Regions from separate parts of the Mus musculus genome. Here regions 1 and 2 are each linked to region 3. The links are chromatin contacts, called in public HiChIP or PLAC-seq maps. All regions are on one chromosome and are shown on one strand. The core of a region is the stretch at or near the end of the contact, and the rest is flanking DNA. Distances in the headings are between cores, read along the strand shown.

Region 1 (4,718 bases), core at 1,746-4,245, 1.2 Mb after region 3:
ACACAGTAAGAACCTGTCTCAAACCAAGGATGCGGTAGACAGTGGCTTTCCCCAGATCCTGAGGTGGGGCTTGGGAGGGTTTACTTGAAATCTCCTCAGGCTTCATGATGCAGGTTAAGACAGGCAGCTGAGGAGGACTGGCTGACTTTCCCCGGGATGGAAGAGAGAGGATGAAGTCTGCAGGCTGCTCCAGGAATGGGGTGAGCTGAGCCTAGCGCCCTGGAAAGGAAAGAAACCTCTCTCAGGGGCTACAGAGGAGCACTGGGGACACATGGAGACATGTCCCAGAAGGACTTGGGTTTGTGTTCGTCAGGCTCTTGAGTGCCAGCCTCCTGCCTCACCTGCTTTGAGATCTTAGGCTGAATCTACAAAGTCATTTGAGAGTTTGAAGAGACACTTTGGAGGAACAGAAAGTGAGACTGAAAGAGACAGTAGACAGAGCTACTTCCTGTCCCCACCATGGGCTGTCAGGGGTCTAACTCATGCAAATGCCCTCCCCTCATACCAGGGATAGCCTTGGTCCCCTCAGTCACTGGGTCACCAGGGGAGGGAGGGCTGTGACTCCAATGCACTCAGGCCCCTTCCCTTGTGCCCCCCGCCCCAGGCTATGTCCCCTTGTATGGCAGGCAGTATCTGTCCACTCTGCAGAAGACTGCAGCCTCTCGCCTGCCTTTGAGGCAGCCACCCTCTGGCCCTGTGAGAGGCTCTCAGTGTCTGGTGGGGACAGTTCTCTAGCCACATTCATGTGATAAATGATGAGCGAAGGTTTCCTGTTTGCAGGGTACACTGCTAGGCCCAGGGAGCCAACAGATGAAAAGTCTGCTCCCGTGGTCTCCATTCAGAGCTCTGTACTTAGAGGGCAGGTTTGAATAGCATGATTATGGAAGATGGCCAAGAAATTGCTCTCAGGGATGCAGGAGATATGTGGGTAGAAAGGAGAAAGTATGCTGTTTTTGTTTTAATTTTCATTTCATTTCTACTGTTTTATTTGTACTGTGTGTGCAGGTGTTCACAGCTTGGCATGTGTATGGAAATTAAAGGAGAGCTTGTAGGAGCTGGATCCAACCAGTTCCCCAGTTAACAGCTCTTCATGGGAGATTTCCTCCAGCAGCAACCTCAGTTCCTGGTGGAAACGAGGTTTTCACGATGCATCCTATAGTAGAATTCAGCTCTGACACTGAAGATGGCCAATCCTTTGTGTGGAGGGGCTCTGTCCTTACAAGATGGCTCTAGGTTAAGATCTGGTCTCAAGTCCAGACCTCTTGTACTTCTGGACAGCCAGCCCTATAAGTCAAGAATGCTACAAGCCCCTCTTCAGAGCTGGTAATTTGCCAGGCTGGTTCACAGGACTCAAGCCAAGCACCTTGCCCACATCTGTGCTTCATTATAACGCATCCAACACAGTGGCAGCCAGATGCAACAGTGAGACGAGGTACCAAGGAGAGGGGGTCTGGAGCCTCCGTGCCCTCCTGTACTAACAGTCCCTGGCAGCCCTCTGACACGCATCTTCTCAGATGTTTAAGGAAGTACCACCAGGCTGGGATCTGGGATAGTCCGTTAAATCATTAGCTATTTAAATAATCAGCTATTGGCTACTGACCAGTTGAGTTGAAAGTTATAGCTCTCTTCCTCATTCCTGCCCTTGGCAACAAGATTCCTATCTTTAGGGACTTTCCAAAAGTCACCCTATTAACATAAACCCGGTTAAAAGAGTCTTGCTCAGCCAGGGCTATACAGAGAAACCCTGTCTCAAAAAGAGTTTTGCTATAATAGAAGATTCTGTATTAAACCTTTATCAGTTAGCAAACTGCAAGAGTGTGACGAGCTTTGCTCAGGAAGTGAGTGAGGTTGTATATCTTTTTTTTTTTTTTTTTTTTTTTTTTTTGGTTTTTTGAGACAGGGTTTCTTCTGTAGCCCTGGCTGTCCTGGAACTCACTCTGTATGTAGACCAGGCTGGCTTTGAACTCAGAAATCTACCTGCCTCTGCCTCCTAAGTGCTGGGATTAAAGGCGTGCGCCACCACTGCCGGGCTAGAGATTGTATATCTTAGTGTGAAGGTGTGTGTGTGTGTGTGTGTGTGTGTGTGTGTGTGTGTGTGTAAGAGCAACAGTCGCCCAAAAGCCAAAAGCCCGGGGGGGGGGGGGCACCTTTAATCCCAGCACTCGGGAGGCAGAGGCAGGCAGATTTCTGAGTTCGAGGCCAGCCTGGTCTACAAAGTGAGTTCCAGACAGCCAGGGCTATACAGAGAAACCCTGTCTCGAAAAAAACAAAAAAAACAAAAAACAAAAAATGGAATTTTAAAAAGTCAGCCAGGGAGATGCAAGACTGTTTCCCAGCACTGTGGAGGCTGAGTCAGGACTGCCAAAGGTTTGAGGCAAGCAGTCTTGTGGAGTTCTAGGTGAGCCTGAGACAGGTCTGAAAAGAAAAGCCAGGGCTGGGGTTAGGGTGGGGCTCTGTGAGTGAGGTGCTGCCACCATGAAGACCTGAGTGGGAACCGAGAACCCCCGTGGTAGACAGGCAGGAAAGAACAGATTTCCACAAGCCGACCTCTAACCAGTCCAGTCATGCCCTTGCACACAGACAGACAGAGAATAAAAATAAATTTAAGAGAAAAACCAAAACCCCCAAACAAAATGTAGCAGAAGAGGCCTGGGGATGGAGTCAGGGAAGGTGCTGTCAGAACACTGAGATTAGAGGCGGCCTGCTTCGAGCCTCTGCCGTGGTTCAGTGCTCTTCACGGGGGTGACTAGAGGACTAAGGCCTGTGAACTGACTGTGCTGCCTGGAAAAGGATGCACTGTCCAGAAAGTGAGGGAGAGAGAGCGAGAGTGTGTGTGTGTACACACGTGTGTGTGCCCTGAGAGCCTTCTATTTACCCTCCATTCTTCCAGCCCTGCTCTTTGCCCAGGAGACTGACCTGTGCAGACCACATCAGAGGGTTCGTCTGGCTCCAGTTAGTTTGGGCCTTGGAGGAGCCTGACAGGGAAACAATAGGATGGAGGAACTGGGTGCCTATCACCACGGCTACCTTTCTGTGAGGTCACAGTGGCCCAGCCTTTCCTGAGGCCAGCAGTCCTCTTGAGGTACCTGTACTGCCAAGATTTCTTTCAAGTGTCAGTAGCCCACAGGCTACTTGTTTTCTCTTTTCTTTTTCTTTTTTAAAAAGATTTATTTATTATTATATATAAGTACACTGTAGCTGTCCTCAGGCACACACCAGAAGAGGGTGTCAGATCTCATTATAGATGGTTGTGAGCCACCATGTGGTTTCTGGGATTTGAACTCAGGACCTTTAGAAGAACAGTCAGTGCTCTTAACCACTGAGCCATCTCTCCAGCCCATGATCTCTTGTTTTCATCTTGTTGAAACAGAATCTCATATAGCCCAGGCTGCCCTGGGACTCAGTACATAGCTGAAGATGAACAACTGACTTCAGCCTTCCAACTGCTGTGATTTGAAGTCAGTGACACTTTTAATAAAGACATACAGGACAAAATACCATTGCTTGGTTTGAATAATAACTTTAAAAAAAATGTGTGTTGTGGGCACGGGGGTCTTTTGCCTACATGTTTGTCTGTGTACCAGTTCTATTCCAGAGGCCAATTGAGGGTGTTGGATACTCTGAAGCAGGAGTTATGAGAGAATGCGAGCTGCCACAGACTCCCAGGTCCATTGGAAGAGCAGCCAGAACACTATTTGGCTGAGCTATTTATTTAACCCTAAGAACTAATTTTTTTAAAAAGATTTATTTATTATTGTACACTGTAGCTGTCTTTAGATGCACCAGAAGAGGGCATCAAATCTCATTATGGGTAGTTGAGCCATCATGTGGTTGCTGGGAATTGAACTCAAGACCTTTGGAAGAGCAGTCAGTGCTCTTACCCTCTGAGCCATCTCGCCAGCCCAAGAACTAATTTTTTAATTCAAGGAGTTACTGAATATTTAAGGCTAACCTGATCTACATACTCAACGTTCAAGTATCCTGGGTTACAGAGTAGGATGTGTCTTAAGTTAATTAAAATATAATTTGATAGCCGGGCAGTGGTGGTGCACGCCTTTAATCCCAGCACTCGGGAGGCAGAGGCAAGCGGATTTCTGAATTTGAGGCCAGCCTGGTCTACAAAGTGAGTTCCAGGACAGCCAGGGCTATACAGAGAAACCCTGTCTCGAAAAGCCAAAAATAAATTTTTAAAAAGTATATATATGTGTGTGTGTGTGTGTGTGTGTGTGTGCGCACACACACACACACACATATATATTTTTGAAGGCTGGGTGTGTTGGTGCACACCTTTAATCCTAGTACACAAGCGGCAGAAGCAGGTGAATCTCTTGAGTTCAGGGCCAGCCTGGTCTACACATAGTTCCAAGGCCAGCCAAGAACTACATAATTGAGATCCTGTCAAAAACAACAACAACAACAAAAAAAAAACGAAACAAAACAAAACAAAATAACAAAACTATTAACTTCCCTAGAAAGTCTGAGATAATGAAAATTGTTCTTGAATACACATACGCCATGACTTACTCTAGATGGACTGCCCTGGAGAGTTTTGTCAACTTGCTACAAGCAGAATCATCTGAAAGAGGGATCATCAACTGAGAAAATGCCCGCAATCAGTATGATTGGAGGAGGGCCCAGCCCACCGTGGGTGGGGCCATCCTGGGCTGGTGATCCTGGGTTCTGTAGAAAGCAGGCTGAGCAGCCATGAGGAGCAAGCC
Region 2 (4,235 bases), core at 1,352-3,851, 1.1 Mb after region 3:
GATCAGCAGTGAAGTTGGATGAAGCCTAGTGTTCCAGAAGCTAGACGACACTACTATCAGGAAAACCGTGATTTTTACAGGGCTGGGCAGTCCAGTCACAATTCTGCCCTGTGGCTGGGAGCTCATGCCTTTCCCCAGCTGCATCCTAGCCCTCACCCCATGACCCAGCTCACCGTGAGGACACAGTCAAAGGGAATAATGGAGGAGAGGAAAAGGATTTTCTCAGTAGCAGTCATGGAGTCTGAGATGAAGGAGTAGTTTCCGGAAAGGAGACGCTGTTTGCTTATCTCTGGACCTATTTGGGGAGGATGGGGAGTGAAAGGTCTCATAGGTCCATTCTCTTGCCCCAGTTTAACAATAAGAACAAATCTGACCATATGGCTTGTCCAAGGCCATAGAGGTGGTTAAGGAAAGCTAAAGAAAGAATCAAAACATACAGATGTAGTCTCATTCTTTCGGTTCTTTATGTAATGTAGATGTCTGGCTATAAGCACAACCTGAGAGAGACAAGTGACTCAGGAGGCAAAAGGTCAAGATGGCAGGGATTGTGGATATATATGGAACTAATACTAATACTGCCCATTTCCTGTATTTCCTGTCCTTTTTGCAAACCTGGAAGTTTGCAAAGTAGGGAGTGCCTTATGGACCATGGTTCCCAGAAACAGTGCCGTTTCCTTTTTAATGCAACAAAGGACTTTGGCTCCAACGTTCAAAACTGTTTTTAAGAGTATCATCTCTCCATTTTCTTCCACTCCCCCATTCCTCACATACCTAACCCCATAGTTTCTCAGTAAGTTGTACTAAAGATAGTAAAGGTGCAGGAGAGATCTCGGGGAGACTCATGATGGGGTGTGGGAAGCAGCTTCCAGATAAGAGTACATGAGGCAAGGTTTCTGATAATAGGAGCTCCTTTCAGAGAAAGGACAGAGGCCCTGGGATGGGGGCTGGTAACATAAAAGGAAGGAGCTACCAAAATCCACGCTTGGCAGAAGTATGATTTCAGGTCCCTTTGGCTCTCTGTGCTCCTCGGAGGCTGTGGAGGCAAGAGGCCACAGTCTTGTACAGTTCAGGCCTGTCATTGTCCCATGCTCCCTCCCAGCCAAAGATTTAGTAGTCTATTTCCATTTCCCCTTCTCTATGCAATCCTTACCAAGCTTCCCTAGAAATCGAGTCATAGCCTCATCCTGTTTGGCACTTGTGACAACAGACTGGGGGTTGATTTCATCCAGAACTTGAAGAGAGAAGGAAGGTGCCTGATGAGTCGAAGGATATCTCCACTGTGACTAAGAGGAAAGTGGTGGCTCTCTTCCTGCCACTGTCTGTTCTCCTCAAGAATTTATCATCTTAGCCAGGCATGGTGACACATGCCTTTGACCCCAGCCCTTGGGAGGCAGGGGAATCTCCATGAAATCAAAATCTGCCTGATCTACACAATAGGTTTCAGGATAAACCAGAGCCACATAGTACATAGTGAGACCCTGTCTCAAAAAAAAACCAAAACCAAACTAAAGTTATTTTATGTCTGTAAGGGATGGTCTGCACACTGGGAGCGCAGTGGAGGAGACTTAGTAAAGGCACGGTGGGAAGGAACAAGAGTGTCCTGGAAACTATCACTAAAATCATGGTTTGCCAGGGACAAAATCTGTAGCATTTCACATACAGTAGGTACCTAATAAAGTTGTGTTGAATAAGTAATTCCTAAATCAGGTGACTATAAACTACATGAGGATGTATGAGTGAACACACGTCCCACCCCAGAGGAGAGGAATGCAGGGCTCTGTCGCACCTCTCTGGAGAAGCTTTAGGCTCTCGTGGTCTGGGGCATCTGGCATGAAGTGGATAGTGGAGTCACTAGTGTCATAGTAAGCAATGCCCAGGTATCCCGAGCTCCACAGCACGCACAGATGGATCTGTCCCGCGAGGAAGGAAAGGGGATCGATATCTGAATCCCTCGGAAGGGCATGGATTGGTCATCCCTTATTATTAATCATTTAACCAAATCTCGGAGATAGGCACTCATGGGGAGTTTAGTCAACGTGAAACGGGGTCGGCTCAGCCTCTCCCAGCCCTCCCAACTCCGCGGACACCTCGGCGGGCTCCTCCTCGTCCTCTTCCTCGATACCTCCAGGCCCCGCCATTGGGGGCTGAGGGCTGGGGAAGCTGGCTGAGGGGATTCCGGATCTGGGTCCGGGTCCCGGCGGCGTCCGGCCTGGGGTCGCTCTGAAAGCCATGGGCTCGGCGACTCTGAGGACATGGGAGGGGAAGGAGGTCCAAAAGCAGCATTCAGCAGGCGGCTGGTGCGCGGGCTTTCAGGGGACAGGCGCGGGGGCTGCCCCTTTAGGTTGGGAGCAGCTCCGAGCTACTGTCCCACCCTCATTCCTGTCACTCGAAGCCGTGCTTTGGAAGCTCTGACGGAGCGCGCTGTCACGTCAAGTCTCTCCCGCCACCCACGCCCTTACAGCCGCAGCGCGCTCTCCTGACCCACCCCCACCCCCTCCCCCACCCCCACCCCACTGGAGCCGCCAATTCGCAGCACTTTCCCGCCTTTTCCGTCACCTCAGCCGCGACGATCCACCTCCCTGACCAACCGCCGCAAGCCTGCAGCCTGTAGGCGTGGGCCGCGCGCGCTCGCCCCGCCCCCTTAGTGGCTGAAAGGGTCTGCTTAGCCATCCAACGGGAAGGCGGTGAGGACGCTAGATGTCGATTGGTCCGTTTGCATTGGGGGCGGTGCTAGAGTGTTCAAAATTCCCGCCCTCTGCCGTTGCTAAGCAGCCGTGTCGCAGAGCTTTGATTGATGTTGGGCGGAGCCCGCCCTAAACTAAGGTCCCCGCCTGGAAAAAGGGTCTGGGCCACGGTGGAGAAGGCCAGAGCCCGGAGGCCGACCTTAAAGGGCCAGAGGCAGTCTTCCTCCTTCCTGAAGAGTGGAGAGAAGCAACATTAATTCAACCTGTGCCAACAGCAACAACTCCGTTAATATTTGTACCCACTAAGTTAATATTTATAAAAAACTCAGAACAGTGCCCAGCAAACAAAGTAAGCGCTACATGAGTGTTTTAAATAAATAAGTGGAAGTAAGAACTAACTCCTGTTTCAGACCTACTTTGCCTGTTTCCTGATTGCAGGAGATGATCACCAACCACAGGAGCAACACGGGGCTTGATTATTTTGGAACCCCTGAAGAGGAAGTATAAGTATCTGAAAGACACTAAATTCTGAAAGTAGACCTAATTAGAACACATACAACCATACTACAGTCCTCTCACCCCTAAGGACACAGGGTATCTCTGACTGATGATCCATCTGGATGGGAAAGAAGGAGAAGGAAGGAGTTTCTGAGGGAAAGAAAAAAAACCATACTTTACAAAACAATAAACAAACAAACAAAAACTTCAGTGCTGGCTTAGCAGGTAAAAGTACCTTCAATTTTGTACCCAGATTGTCCTCTGTCCTCCATACCTGTGCTGCTTGTACACACACACTCACACTCACACTCACACACCACATAATTTTTTAAAAACTGTCCTAGCTACACTAAACTAAGATCCTGCCTGAGGTTCAGAAATGGCATGAGGTGACCTGGCTCTGCTGATCAGCGACTGGAAAAATCATCTCCAAAGGGGAGCAGGTCTAAGGGCTGGGTTAATGGTTACTCTTGGCAAATTATTGAGCAATGGAGTTATGGAAACCTGGAAGAGGTTATTGGTGACAGCTCTGGGGAGTGGCAGAGAGGGACACACCTTCCATTCTGGGGTATGAAGAGATTAGGGACTGGTTTACCAAGAAGAGGAAGGGATCAGACCCAGGAAGAGAAGGCAGCAGAAGAAAAGAAGAGCTGGAGAAAGAAGAAGTGGGAGCTCAGAGATAAGATGGCAGTCTACATTTTTTTTTTTTTTAATGCAGTCCTGGCTTCAAATCCAGGAGCACTGCTGGGTGATCCCAGGACAGAGCAGCCTGGAAAATAAAGGCAAGATAACGCATTTGTGTGTGCGTAGCAATTCAGGCAGCCACAGTCAATAGTGATGATCAGAGCAGCTGCGGCCATAAAGACAGCCAAGAGAGGCAGCCAAACCTGTTTGAATCTAAAGTTTCTCCCAGCGATCTAACTGTGAGCAGATTGCCCGCTGGCCACTTGCTGACCAGAGGGAAAAAAGGAGGTGTCTGGGAAATAAGGCTTCATGGAAGCCATCTCTCTTATCAGTGGGAAGAGGCTCTGGTGCAGATCTCAAGGGTCAGCA
Region 3 (4,291 bases), core at 1,455-3,954:
CATCCAATCCTATCTGGGATCCGGGGCATCTGAGTTCTGCTAGCTGTGTGGACTTTGCCTCCGCGAAGCTGGTTGGTTCCCCAGGAACGCGCCACCCATTGGGTGTGAGACCTGTAGGCGTGTCATCAGTGTCCTGACAGAAGCGCCTGACCCAGGTTAGGAGCAGAAGTGAAACTGACCAGATGGGGAATCCCCAGCCCTGGGCTTCCCCAGCCCTGACCTCATACACTGGAGACTAGGACTTTGCCTGAACCCTGTGCTGTGGAGTCTCTAAGTCCTGATCCAGAAGCTGTCAGGACACCAGGAGAGACTCTCAGGCCAGACTCTCTATGTCCTCTCCTCCACCCTTCCTCTTCCTTCTTCTCTTCAGAAGTCACACCCTAGTGTCTTCTAGAAGAAAAGCCACTTCCGGGAATACAATGGGGACACAAGCGCTTGGGGACGCAGTGGAGAGAGGTTTCTCCTTAAAGCAGAGGCGCTGGCCTGCAAGCCCACACGGACCCCACAGAGACCAGGCTCTGTTCACCTGCAAGGGGTGGTTCACACTGCCAAGCCTGAGTGCAGGACTCTCATCTGTTAAGTGTAGACTTTGCTCTCCCCTTAGGATTTGTCTTCTCAGCCTCAGGGTTAGAGGCTTCTGAGATTGTCCAAGTGGATTGTCGTTGTCTCAGCACAGGAGACCCCCTTGTCCACTGAAGAGAGACCCCTGTGCAGACCACAGACAGCAGGGCACTGATCGCTGTCTCCACTGCACTTCTCTGTGTCTGCACGTCCAAGGTACATTTGTTTTAGTGACTTAATCACAGTAGGAGAGGAGCTGTCACCGACTATACCACAGAAAAAGGATGATAGTGTGGTAGAAGTTATGTAATTTCTGACCCTCTCCCTCCCTCCCTGACCTTCACTCACACTTAAGAGCTGATGAGGTGAGAGACATGAATGTCACAGCTGTGTGGGACACTGGATCTGATAACTGAGTTGGCCCCAGAGTTCCTCACGCCTGTGCAGTGTGGACACTGGAAGAAAGATGATCCTCATGCCAGAGAGCACACACTGGTGTTTCGAGGTTTCACCCCTGATCAGTGATATTGGGAAAGATTAAGTTTACACAGGTTTTGGTTGTGTGGAGTTTGACCTGACCTCTCCCCCGTTTCCCTGAGAACTTGATGCTCTTAGGTTTCATCCTGACTAGGGAAGCAACTGGCCTTAAGCAGCTCCACAGAAGGATCTGTCTCTGTTACTTTTCTTCTGTTTTATCCTGTTTTTATAAGGCAAGGTGGGTCTCCACAGATGACCATGTTCATCAGGCTGGCCTTGAACTCACAGAGTTCGCCTGTCTGCTGGGATTAATGGCCTGTGTCATCACACTTGGCTTTCGTTACTTTTCTACGACTATAAGACGTTGGGACCCCATCAAGTTGTGAATGTTTTTAATCTGTTCTCTACTTTCAGAGAATGTGAATCCATGACGGCAGAGGAAAGACATGGTACAAGAACAGTGTAAGCTCACACATCTATCTGCATACCAAAGGAGAGACACTGGGAACAGTGGGAGTCGCTCCTCCCCACCCTCCCATCAGTGCTTCATTGGCTTGCTCTCTCATGAGGTCACAGCTCAGTGGGTCAGCCATGTCCCTGCACTCACACTGGTCCTTGCTGTCTTCTGAGAGCACTGTCAGAAAGCACAGGTGTCGATCACACGTTGGCTTGTTCCAGTGGCAGTCGAGAGTTGTAGGCGTAGGACACAGTGTTCAAGGCGTCCTTGTAACGGTCCATGCATATGGTGATGCATTCCTGCTCAGAGTTGTCCAAGGAGCCCCAGGCTTCCTGATGCACTTCCTGAAACGCCTGTCAGTCATCTTGAGCAGCTCCTGCTCATGCGCAATGGCGGTCTGCACGTTCACCTGCTCTATAATGGTCCCTGGTCCAGCTTTCCGCAACCTACGCCATTAAAGTCCAGCCAGACCACAGGCACAGCCAAACGCAGGTGCCTGGAGCCTGGAAATGTTTAAAACCTCAATGCCCAGCCCAGTGACACTTCTCCAACCAAGCCACACCTCCAATCTTTCTCAAGAGTTCCATCTGCTGGATATGAAGGATTCATTCCTATGAGCCCGTGTGGCTGTTCTCATTCAAACCAGCATAGCGTTCACTATGAAATGGAAGAGACCAGCAGGGTTCTGCAGATGTGTCCAGTGCAATCTGACAGAGATACCCTCCAACAGGGGACTCTGCGGAGTTAGGTCTCCCCCTTTGCCTCTGTCCCCTCCTGCTCAGCCCCTCTCTGTCTCTGTCCTCAGGCCTCTCCCCATCAGTGCCCAGCTCCCCTCCCTCCTGAGCTATGCACTGACACTGTCTCTTCCTGGGCCTCTAGTTTCTCTCATGTGCTCAGCAGCAGGCTGTGGATCAGCTGTGTGGTTTTGATGTGAACATTCCAGTGGTGGCTGGAGAGATGGCTCAGAGCTGAGAGCACGTGTTCCTTGTTGGGAGCCGCCCCACATTCGCTGTCACAAGGTGGCGCTGACATCCTGTGTTCTAAGTGGTAAACAAATAATCTGCGCATGTGCCAGGGTACTCCTCCCCCCATGTACTCTGCCTTCCCCGTGACTACAACTCGGCCATGGGCTGCAGCCAATCAGGGAGTGATGCATCCTAGCAAAAATATAGTTCTCCTTAAAGAGGGAGGGGGTTTCCGCCATCTCTCTCTCGCTGGCATCTCTCTGGCTCTGCGCGCCTTGCGCTCTCTCGCTGCCTAAAGATGTAACAATAGGACTCGGCGCTCTGGCGCGCCCTCGCTCTCCCGCGCGCTCTGGCGCTCTGGCCCCATAAAGATGTAAGCAATAAAGCTTTGCCGCAGAAGATTCTGGTTGTTGTGTTCTTCCTGGCCGGGTGTGAGAGAACGCGTTTGTAACAGTTCCTGTTGCAGAGGATCCAGGGTGAGTTCCATCAGCACATGGTGGCTGTCAACCATCTGCAACTTCAGTTCCCAGGGATCGAATGCTAGTGCTAGTGCACATACATATTCACATACAAAAATGATTACATCTCATGACAATAAAATTTTAAAAATATGATTTGAAAAATACTCCTTCTCTTTCTCCTACACATCCAGAGTGTGAGGACAGGAGTGGAGGGCACAGGAATGTTTGGACATCACTGTCCCACCAGCCAATGAAGAGCGCTCTGTAACAGGACAGGAAAAGATGGTTGAAATAGAGTGTATTGAAATGACAATTTGTCAAAAAGCATAAAATTAAAAATACAGATGATATTTCATTTTATGAACCTACCATGCCCAGTGGGTCACAGCCTCATCCCAGGAAGAAGACACAGTGTGTGCTCATCTTTGCACTTGAGCTGATGTGAGTTTTTGATTCCCTATGAACAAGATAAATTCGACTCAGACGTTTGAATGCTAATTTGTAACAGCCCATGACATCCCAACATCCAGAGCATTCCTGCAGAGAAAGGTGTCCCCTTTCCCATCTTCCCTCCCACTGCAGACCCTCCAGAGTCTCACCTGTTGAAGATGAAAGAGAAGCATCGCATTCTTGGGCAACAGCGCCGCCTGGTGGAAGAAACAAAGAGGACAGCGTCTGAACCCACAGAGCTGAGGGTAAAGGGGATCCAGGCTGCTGAGCTGCCCCAGGGCCTCCTTCCTATCTGCACTTCTCCAGGGCTCTCAGGTCTCAGGCCGCCCTGCTCTCATCAAACTACATCCAGAAGAACTTTACGTGCTTTTCCAGCCGTGGGAAGAAAACTCCCTGTAAGAGGGGAGGCAGGAGGCAGAGCCATGGGTGCTAAAAGGAGCTGCAAAGCCCCAGAGAGCAGTTCCAGAACTCGGACAGGGACCATGGTGATGATTCTTTGATGTCAGCTACATGTGGGGTTAACTAAAACCTCAAAATGGAGGGCAGCATCTGTGAGGTGTTTTTGCTTAATTTGAAGTGTGAAAATCAATTTCTGATCCTTTTCTTTGAGGTAGGAAGACACAGGTGTAAACCAGAATATTTGAGCAGGAGCCCCTCCCACTTTTTGCTCTGGGCCATGACTTCTGCTGGAAGCCTACATGAAGACCTGGAAGAAGGAAAGGCTTGCTCTGTGTCTGCTTGCTCTTCTGGTTTCTACAGTTGCTGATTCAGGCATGGTGTTTCCCTACTGAGAGGACTGGACTGTACCTGCTGGTTCCTGTATGGGGTCTGCTGGCCAAGAAGTCTGGACTGAAGCTGTTGATTCGTATTTGGTGTTTGCCATGGGACTGAACTGCTGACAAAGAAAATTGAGCTTGCCC

What was found. HiChIP or PLAC-seq counts read pairs in DNA pulled down with a chosen protein or histone mark.
Region 1: an H3K27ac HiChIP or PLAC-seq map of bone marrow-derived dendritic cells shows a contact between it and region 3, with 6 times the contacts expected there. The contact joins the promoter of Aif1 here to the promoter of AA388235 in region 3. A contact is called at or near these places in 4 of 39 promoter capture datasets (the C10 cell line, frontonasal cranial neural crest, hippocampal neurons and 1 more), 2 of 115 datasets of contacts at active chromatin or transcription factors (astrocytes and bone marrow-derived dendritic cells) and 2 of 9 other capture datasets (adipose tissue and liver).
Region 2: a contact with region 3 is called in an HNF4G HiChIP or PLAC-seq map of pancreatic cancer cells. The contact joins the promoter of Msh5 here to the promoter of AA388235 in region 3. A contact is called at or near these places in 3 of 39 promoter capture datasets (cranial neural crest and liver), 2 of 115 datasets of contacts at active chromatin or transcription factors (large pre-B cells and pancreatic cancer cells) and 1 of 9 other capture datasets (adipose tissue).

The regions. Positions count from the first base shown.
Region 1 is chr17:35,173,057-35,177,774 of GRCm38.p6, forward strand. It overlaps Aif1 (allograft inflammatory factor 1), which reads right to left and starts at 2,996. Exons shown (of 8, transcript NM_019467.3): 1 at 2,917-2,996; 2 at 85-219.
Region 2 is chr17:35,044,144-35,048,378 of GRCm38.p6, forward strand. Msh5 (mutS homolog 5) reads right to left here and starts at 2,602. Exons shown (of 25, transcript NM_001146215.2): 1 at 2,557-2,602; 2 at 2,088-2,244; 3 at 1,787-1,910; 4 at 1,151-1,231; 5 at 971-1,033; 6 at 174-295. The coding sequence starts at 2,231.
Region 3 is chr17:33,978,788-33,983,078 of GRCm38.p6, forward strand. AA388235 (expressed sequence AA388235) reads left to right here and starts at 2,705. Exons shown (of 1, transcript NR_033305.1): 1 at 2,705-4,291. It also overlaps the pseudogene H2-K2.